Linked DNA regions of Triticum aestivum: region 2 is linked to region 1. A link is a contact called in public Hi-C data. All regions are on one chromosome and are shown on one strand. Each heading gives the region's core, a stretch centred on a gene start, on an enhancer-like site or on the middle of the called end of the contact. The rest is flanking DNA. Distances are from core to core; before and after follow the strand shown. Region 1 holds the start of LOC123094206. Region 2 holds the start of LOC123090565 (dehydrin HIRD11).

Region 1 (4,659 bases), core at 1,194-3,693:
CCAGTCTCAGTTGACAGTCTTGATGATTCATGTTGGCCTTTATATATGTTTTTGAACAACAATTTTGCTTGCTTCTTGTAGAAGACAACATCCTTAACATAACCACCATCTAAGAACTCCGCAAATGAAAGGACATCAGTGATATAGGCTATCATTGTCAGCTTCACCATTTCGAAAAGATAACAAGACACAAGCAAAAGTGCCACCTGCAGAAAAAAGCAGAGGAGAGCTAGTAAATACTTCTAACATGTTCACTTCGGTATAGAGGATCCTACTTATCCAATGACCCATATATCTCAAATAGAACAGATTAATATATCTCAAGCAACAATGAATGTCCAGTATATTCTCCAAAGTTACAGAATATAACAGGTTCAGAGACTGTCAAGATCAAACAATAGCGAGGGGATTTTGTAGCCACATGGCAAAGCTAATAAAATTTCTTCTAATTTAAATCTTAGACATCTCAATGAAATAAATAATTTGATACATAACTGAAACTGAACTCTAACCTTTTGTTGTTTAGTTGTCTTCTAATGACTATCAACACAGGTATAACTAAAACTTCAAAAGCTTAATGTTAACCAGATTAGAACTTTCAAAGTATAAGACCATATTGAGCAAGAAGAACAAGGGGCATACAATGAAATGACGCGAAGACCAACTCCAGGAACGAGTGGGGCATCTTCTTCTTCCCCCGTGGCATCCTGTTCCTCTCCCCCACGACCTCCATGGCCTCCACCCCTTCCTCCCAGCTCTCACATGTTGGCGTACAAGCAAGAGGAGGCCCGTGGCATCCTGTTCCTCTCCCCCACGACCTCCATGGCCTCCACCCCTTCCTCCCAGCTCTCACATGTTGGCGTACAAGCAAGAGGAGGCAAAGGAAGGGCGCTCACCATAGCTCCTCTCACCCACGTCTCGCTCCTCATCTCCGTTTGAGTAGTAGTAGCAAAATTAACCAATCCCTATTGGTACTATCTAACTAAAGAACCAGGATTCTAAACTCATCTTCTCTCTCTGTTCATACAAATCCCTCTAGAATTCCTTCACACAAGAGGATTTGCATCACATATTCCTCTACTTAGCAGCAGCAATAGTGAGCAGAGGAAGGAGGCGGAGGAGATGGAGGTGCTACCTGCCGAGGTGGGCCGCCGTGGCCGTGCTTGAGCTTGGCAGCCCCCGCCTCCTCGAGCAGGACAGGGCCGCCAGCTAGGTGCGCCCCTCGTCCTCCGCCTCATCGAGCAGGACAGGGCCACAAGCTAGGTGCGCCCCTCATCCTCCGCCTCCTCGAATAGGAAGGACGGCGCCCTCCTGCCGCCGTCGCCTTCCAGACCATGCCAAGGTGACCTGCGGCAATGGAAGGAAAGGAGAAGGTGAGGTGGGGAGGGTGGATCCGGACAAGGAAAGAGGGGAAGGACGTACCTGCGCCAGTTGCATTTTGCTGGCGGCGGCGGCGGTGCAGCCTTGTGATGGGAAGAGGCTGCTTGGGGGAGAGCGCGCGAGAGGAGGGTGCGCGAGGAGGCGGCGACGCCGGGGAAGTGGACGGCAGGGGTCCGGTGGGCTGGGCGAAGGAGACGGCGGCGTTGTGGCGAGCTGCTAGGGTTAGGGTTCATGTGGAGGAGGCGTAGAGGAGGAGGAGGGACGAGCGAGTGCGGGAGGAAGCGGCGGCAGCTAGGTCTCCGCCACAGGAGCGCGACCCCATTTTATACCCCCCCCCCCCTAGGCGAAATGACCGAAATGCCCTGGTGGGGGCATGGTATCTACAATGTGTTGCCATTACTATTCATTTCAGCAGTGTTTCTTTCAGATCCGACGGCCCAGATCCTCTCACCTCTCGATCCAACGGACGAAAACGCATAAGGGAACCGATCCAGCGGCCCAGAATCACTGAGCTCTGAGGAGGCTTGTACATCCATCCTTCTCTTATTTCTGGATGAAACACTTGTTTCCCCGTCAAAAAAAAAGGAACGGAGGGAGGGAGAAGTGGAAAGAGAGGTGAGAGATAAAATGCATATGCATATATGGCTTGGATTCTTCATGCATACTATACAGCTTGCATGAGCGAACACTTTACTTTGCATGCTGCTTCGATTGGAAAGTGTTTTTCTTTTCGTTTCCTCGTGCCGATGGATGGAATGGAATGGAATCGGAGGGCATCCCGTTTGCATGCAAAGTAAAGAGACGAGCGAGGCCGAGTCAAGGACGACGAGACGAGACGAGCGAGGGAAAGAGAAAACAAGGAAGGAAAAGCAGACGCACGCGCTAAAACATGTACGTGCACGTGCACGTCTTTGGGGGACCCGACCCGTTTACAAGTCGATCTCAAGGTTTGCAACCAAGGAAGCGAGAAAGGGGCATATCTCCCCAGTCGACCAAAAAGTCATTATATATGGTCACGGGGACAAGGAGGCAAAAGTCACGACCAAAAAACGGACTCGTCCCACTCCATATATATCTCCCCAGTCGACCGACTAGATCGATCTACTCCTATCCCCGCAAGACGGTCGCCGCCGGCCTTTCCCCGCGAGCCGCCGCCGAAAGAAAAACGCCACCTCCGTCCGCCGTCTCTGCTCGCTCGCTCGCAGATGGCGTCTGGATTCACTTCTTCCGGCGGCTCTAGCTCCCGGAGGGGGCTCATCTCGTGCCTGCACAGCCTCAACTACCGCGACGAGGACGCGCCTCTTCCCCACGACGACGATTTGCAAGAAGCCACACGCGAGCTCATCCTCAGTTTCTACGACGACACGTTCCGCCGGCTCCGGCTGCCCTGCAAGGCCATGCCCCATCTTTACGGCATCCTCAGCACCGCCGGCCTTTGCCTCGGCCTCCTCGACCCTGTCTCCAATATCATCCTCAACACCCTCGCCCTCCTAAACCCCAAAACCAAGCCCCTCGGCGACGACGTCGCCGCCAAGACGGGATCCAAGAAGAGACACAGACCCGGTTTCGACCCCTGGCACGAGGTTGCAACCAGGTCCTGCCACAGTCTCATGGCTTTCCTTGTGGCCTACTTCGGATGCATCAACGAGGAACAGGCCTTCCGCTACCTCTATAGGGCCAAGGCCAATCTCCTCCTCGCCGTCATGCTCGTCCAGCACGATCTCTACCTTGTGGAGCCGGAGACACTGGACCCTGAATCCAAGAGGACGCAGGCCGCCCTCAAGTGGGCGGCCACCTCAGCAGGTCACCATTCGCCAAGCACCTTGGCTCAGGTCATGGCAATTCGGCTAAAAAAAGGCGACCTTGACCTCTTCAACAAGAAGTTGTTTTCAGCTAATGGCCCCCTCACGACCGAGGATGTCCGAGAAATCCACCGTGTGTTGCACATGATGATGACCCCCATGTGTGTTGCCAACATTAGCAACACCAATGATGGGCTGGTTGTCCATGTCCGTCAGAACCTCGACAACGGCGACAGCGCTATATGGTCCGAGACAGAGCCCCTTGTCGTCTCTAGTGCAGCTGCTGACGCCAGGATCAGCTCCACCGCCTTCCGCTGGGACGGGACCGCCATCTCGTCTCTGCAGACCGGACTGCCTAGCAAGCTGCTAGATTGCCTCAAGATAGCAGATGGCCTAAAACACATTCTCAGGACCCCGTGCGCTGGTGGTGACGCCTGCGATTACCTGCAGTCTCTCAAGATGTACCTCCATGGCATAATTCACAACATGTACGTCGAGGCCTTCAAGTTGCTGTCCGCACCTCCGGGCTCACTCATGCGCAACATCCTCATGGCAGGCCACTGCTATGGGCCCTGTGACCCTCTCTCCAACATCATCCTTAACTCAATCTGGCATGACACATGTGGCTCCGTTCTCTCAGCTTCTGAGCGCATGATGTTGAATGAGTACAATGACGTCCTGGACCCCCTATCTCTGCTCCGCCTAGTTGTCCGTTCCCTTGAGGGGCTTGCAAAGCTTGCCTTGTTCGCCGACCCCCGGTCCTCAATTGCTTGTGCTATGGAGAAACTCTGCAGTTCAAAATGTGTCGTCCTTCTTGACATGTCATCATCTGCAACAAAGAACCCCTTCCACGAGGCGGCCATGGCTGCTAGACACCCGACGCCCCTTCAGCTCGGTGAATTTCACCGGATGCTGCTGCTCGTGCCCGATGGCCGAAGCAAGCTGCTCTCACATATAACCAAGGCGCAAACTAGTGGTGGTGTGTTGTGCGTCGATGACATCAGAGCCCTTATGTCGGCCTTGTGGTTGGAGTTCAAAAAAACATCCAGGTTCCAAACTAGTGGCACTTTGCAAGCTTCTGCGCCTGAACTTTGTGTAGAGGCCGCCTTGAGGGTGGTATCAAGCGCGAGATCAAAATATGAGGAGGAGAGGAGCTGGTTGCGTCGAAAGATTAAACATGTGCTCAAGGATTACACGGACCAACATTTTTGGGTAGGCATTGAACTTCCTCTTCTGTGTTGAATCATTAGCTGCTACTTATGTACTCCCTCCGTCCGGAAATACTTGTCATCAAAATGGATGAAAATGGATGTATCTACAACTAAAATACATCTAGATACATCCATTTCAATGACAAGTATTTGCGGACGGAGGAAGTACGTATATTAGCTTTACATTGATTTGACCAACAAACACTCTTGCTTCTTTCTTGCTACAGGGACCAAAGTACAAACTTGATTTTATATTTGGTGTGGAG
Region 2 (4,659 bases), core at 543-3,042, 490 kb after region 1:
CCTTATTGTACTCCAGTATGTTGTTCGTATCATTATTCATGTTAATTTACTCGTGCATTCTTCCGTCCTAGAGTAACCCTCTCATCCGGCTGAGCATGGCGCAAAGTATCACCTTATGTTGTTTGACACACAAGGGCATGATTATTTCTCGAGGCCTCTCATTCCAAGATGGTATGATGTGTTGAACACTGGACGACTGAGGGAGAGCAAGAGATATCATACCCTTCAAATCTAGCTAGTTGTGTAGTTGAAGCACATGGAGGAGAGGCTAATGATATTATATATCCATGAGAGTAGAGGCTTATTCCGCGAAGATATGTATGTAGTGTCAAACTGAATGTGGTGGCTGAAATTGTGATTCCATATCTATGAAGTTTGCACAACACACAGAGTGTTAAAAACAAACTCAAATAAAGAAATATAGCCAATGTTGGGACAAGAAATACATATCGTTCGATTCCTTCCATTTTCAAGAAGATATACTTAATCATCTGAACTGACTGAAAGATGACCCGGCGAGAACTCTCCCTCTTTTTATTACTCTCTTGGCATTCTGTATTCATTAGTTGATCATTTCTATTGAACATCTCCAATGTATGTCCATTCCCCATTCCTTTCTGCATTCTTTTCACCCCACCGAAGGGGTTAAGTAGGACGTTTTGCATGCATGAAAGTAATCCAAATAGCCAAGGTCAGCAAAGATACATCTGCTATTTCGAAATTTGAAATGTTATTTAGCTAATAATACACGCCTTATTCACATTGTATTTTTTCCATTCATTTTGTATAATTAGACCCTGCTTGGTATGTTTCGGCAAAAGCATCAAGATCAAAAGTTACCAATATTAATATGTAGGTTTTCAGACAATATATTCGTATATTCACAAAGTATTAGAATCTTAAACATTATATCTCACTTCAATATGTTATGAGCTAACAATCCGCGAGTTATTGAGTTGTCCACAAGTACTGTGCGGAGGACATCCGACACCTACTATTCGTGTGCACACATGCCCGAGACCTATGGACCCATCTTGGGGTGATTCAGATTGTTGATCAAGCTTTGCATGTGGACATATTGGGTTCAGCAATCTTCGAACACATCCTCTCTCTCTTCCGGATGAACATCTGGCTATACATCCAATGTTGAATTTCAAGCAAGTGATAGCAGTCGGAGGCCGGTACTTGTGGTGGATCCAGAGACAAATTACTCACAATGATTCGGTCCCGCCAGGAGACGAAGGGGCCACACTTGGTCAACCTCCGCAGATGCTTCCTGCCATGGTTCGACCACTCTTGTGTTCTTGCTTAATGGCCAGATAGGACGCCGTGTAGTGTGCATTTCCCGATGCATTGTTTTTGCATTGCTCTCTTTATTTGTCTCTTTTTACCTGATATAATATGCTTTGTAAGAAGATTTCCTCAACACCTTTGTATTGCTCGATTGTCAGGCTTTATTTATAAATCGGGGCGCAAGACTATTTTGGGGATAAATGGTTAGAGAGGGCAGTAAGGAAATAAGAAAATAACCCACGCACGGTAAAGTGCTTTCATTGTTTATTTATAAAACCAGGTGAAAACCTATTTCAAGCATAAATGGTTAGAGAAATGCTCTTAGGATTCAGGAATAGCATAGACGCATTTGTAGAGCAGAACGGTTGGTACGCTACTCGGGTGCACAAAGCTTGCCTCCCTCAATAATCGCTGTCGGTCGCCAACGCTTTCCTTGTTTGATTAAGCAGCAGCACGATCCGATCTCTTCCTCCTCCTTATCCGGTGGTCCTCCCGTTTCTTCAGACACCCTCCAACTCAGGCCACGGGGCCGCGACCCCTCGCCGGCCTATAAATACCGGCGAAGGGGAGCCAAACAAGATCACCCACCACAACACCATCATCGCATCCCATTAGCATCGCCAGTTTCCTTGGAGAGAAGTAGCCAGAAACAGCAGCGCCATGGCCGGCATCATGCACAAGATCGAGGAGAAGCTCCACATGGGCGGCGGCAGCGACGAGCACAAGAAGGACGAGGAGCACAAGAAGAAGGACGGGGAGCACAAGAAGGACGGCGAGCACAAGAAGGACGGGGAGCACAAGGAGGGCATGATGGAGAAGATCAAGGACAAGATCAGCGGCGACGGCCACGGCGACGGCAAGAAGGACGGCGAGCACAAGGAGAAGAAGGACAAGAAGAAGAAGAAGGACAAGAAGCACGGCGAGGGCCACAAGGACGACGACGGCCACGGCAGCAGCAGCAGCGACAGCGACAGCGACTGAGCCAGCTCCGGCCGCGTGCAGGTACGTACAAATGGTGGTCGCCGTCTCCATTCATGCGTCAACTCCTCACCTTTTCCTTCTCCTCTGTGTTTGCGTTCTCCGGTTCTTGTTGGATCTAACTTCTTTTTATTTGATTTTGCAGTGCAGGGGAGATGAACGCGTGGGTTAATTTGGAGCGTGTGGTAGCATATGTATGTAATGCTTGACATGTCTCATGGATCTTGTAATGTAATAACCGGCTGCACTGCATGGTGCTTGTAATAATAACGTTAAGGAATTTCCATTGGTAATTTGGTACCATCCTTTTTTCCAAGCTTTTTGTGTATGTATGTATGTATGTGGTGTCTCTGTTCATCTCTGGATCTCTCCGACCGAGCGTGATTAACGGCTGGGGATCGTTTAGGAATGGTTATTGCTGTTTTACTGCTCCTCTTTTCAGTTTCAGAACCTATGTGGTGCTCTGTTTTCTTTCCGAGTTTTGCTTGTGTGCAGCTTTCCTCTGTTTTTCGCTTTCGGATTTGTGCAGTTGTGCCCGGTATTAATTTAGGGGGGTATGCAGAAATCGAAGTTGTTCCTCACAAGAGCCAATCATCACATGATTTACCAAAAATATATCGCATCACATCTAGAATGGTCAGCCATGTTATATCATCAAAAGGACGATTCGGCACCCCTGCTAGATAAGCTATACGTACTAAATTTAGCCCCCTGTCATTGCGGGCTATATGATGCTAGCTCGAGGTGCCATGTATCCCAAGTGTTCTCCGAAACTAAAATTTCATGATACTTGATCTCTCTGCCGGAGCACCTCATCCTCTCCTAACTGAACTTCTTCCATTGCATCGTCTTGAACCGTTTTACACATAAGAAAAGGGTTAATTCCTTAGGCCTCTTGTTTCTATATATTGTAATTAATGCAATGAGCATTAGATCAGAAGATGATAGAAAATGAGAGAGTATCCCATTCGATTCAAAGCTACCTAGTCCAGTAGTGACAGATCAAGGAGAGACCGAGGATATTATATAGACATGAGAGGAGAGGCTGCTTTTGTGAAGATATCTAGTGTATAACTGAAGGTGGTGGGTGGAATTCTATCATAGCTGCATAACCCATGTGGGTTCTAAAAAGCCTATGGCTCAAGACAAATGAAAGATAACCACGATTGGGACCGGAAATGTCACCTTGATTTTCTAAAAGATGCACCTAGTCACGGGAAGAGATCGGGAAGATGAGATGAGCTCTTTTTAAAGAACCTCTAGACTTAGTACCACACTAGATGAAATAGGATATACAACTAAATCTGAATCGTCTATTGATGGAGGGTTAGGCTCTGTTTTTGCTGATAAAGGATTTTGGGATAATCAGTGCTTACTATGCTTGCCACATGGTGATCGGGGCTAATTACCTTCTAATCAAAAGCATGTGGGTGAAACAAAGTATTTAACTATAGTGTATAATTTCAAAAGTTAGCATCGACATTTCTTGTAGTGGGAGTATACATGATCGATAGTCGTAGAAGATCGAGTGGCTTCACTGCAGGAGATCATCTCCACTCTACTTCCCCATCTCACTCGCATGCCGCTTTCGTTCCCATCCGCGTCCTCGCTGCCACGTTAATGCCTTTGCAACTCATGCATTACACAACCGCTAGTGCTTTCTTCAGGATCATGTATTTCTAGTGTATTGGTTCATCTCGAACAACACTTCATCACTGTAGGGGTTTGGCAAGCAGACTAGCTTATGACCGTTAGGAGGCCGCGCTCCTGCGACTCCCCCGCTCCCAGCGGCGGGCCGCCGCCGCCGCCTCCTGCCGGCGTCCCAGCTTTGGCCAACCCTCCCCGGCGCCCCCTCCACCACCTTCCACCTCCCCCACCCTCCCTGCCCCTCAGCTACCCCTCGGCCCCCCTCAGGAGGCCAGCTCAACCCTTGGCGCCAAGATCCGGTGCCGCCGCTTCGTCGAGCCCCCTTCCGCCGCCGCGCGAGGCTCGTGCGCCGCCTCGCCTCCGAAGCTCCGTCGTCGGCTCTCTCATCCTGGACGTGCCGTCCGCGGAGGTCTGCGACCGCGTTAATGGCGCGCTGTCTGCCTGGAGGAGCGCGGGCTGTCCTCCATCTTCGTCCCACTCGTCGGCTGCCCCGAAGGGAATCCTTCGTTCTGCTTCCTCTTCCAGGACGGCACGCCCGCGGGGCTCGGTGCGCTTCATCCTCCCAGCCCCCCATCTCCAAGGCGCTCAAGGCTCAACCTCCCCGCGCCGACAGGATCCTGCGGGCCCACCGTTTTCTCCTGGGGAATCGGAACCGGGCTGGACTCTGGTGCATTCCCGTCGCGCGCGTCGTGAAGCCCGCTTCGAAACACGAAACGCCGCCTCTTCATTGCTGCGCCGCCG

Evidence for each region. A called contact is a pair of places that touch in the nucleus more often than the background predicts.
Region 2: a Hi-C map of leaf shows a contact between it and region 1, with 3 times the contacts expected there. The contact joins the promoter of LOC123090565 here to the promoter of LOC123094206 in region 1. A contact is called at or near these places in 2 of 5 Hi-C or Micro-C datasets (both in leaf).

What each region holds. Positions count from the first base shown.
Region 1 is chr4B:11,662,713-11,667,371 of IWGSC CS RefSeq v2.1, forward strand. LOC123094206 reads left to right here and starts at 2,444. Exons shown (of 3, transcript XM_044516264.1): 1 at 2,444-4,394; 2 at 4,621-4,659. The coding sequence starts at 2,586.
Region 2 is chr4B:12,155,812-12,160,470 of IWGSC CS RefSeq v2.1, forward strand. LOC123090565 (dehydrin HIRD11) reads left to right here and starts at 1,793. Exons shown (of 2, transcript XM_044511882.1): 1 at 1,793-2,295; 2 at 2,417-2,564. The coding sequence starts at 1,954. The coding sequence ends at 2,274.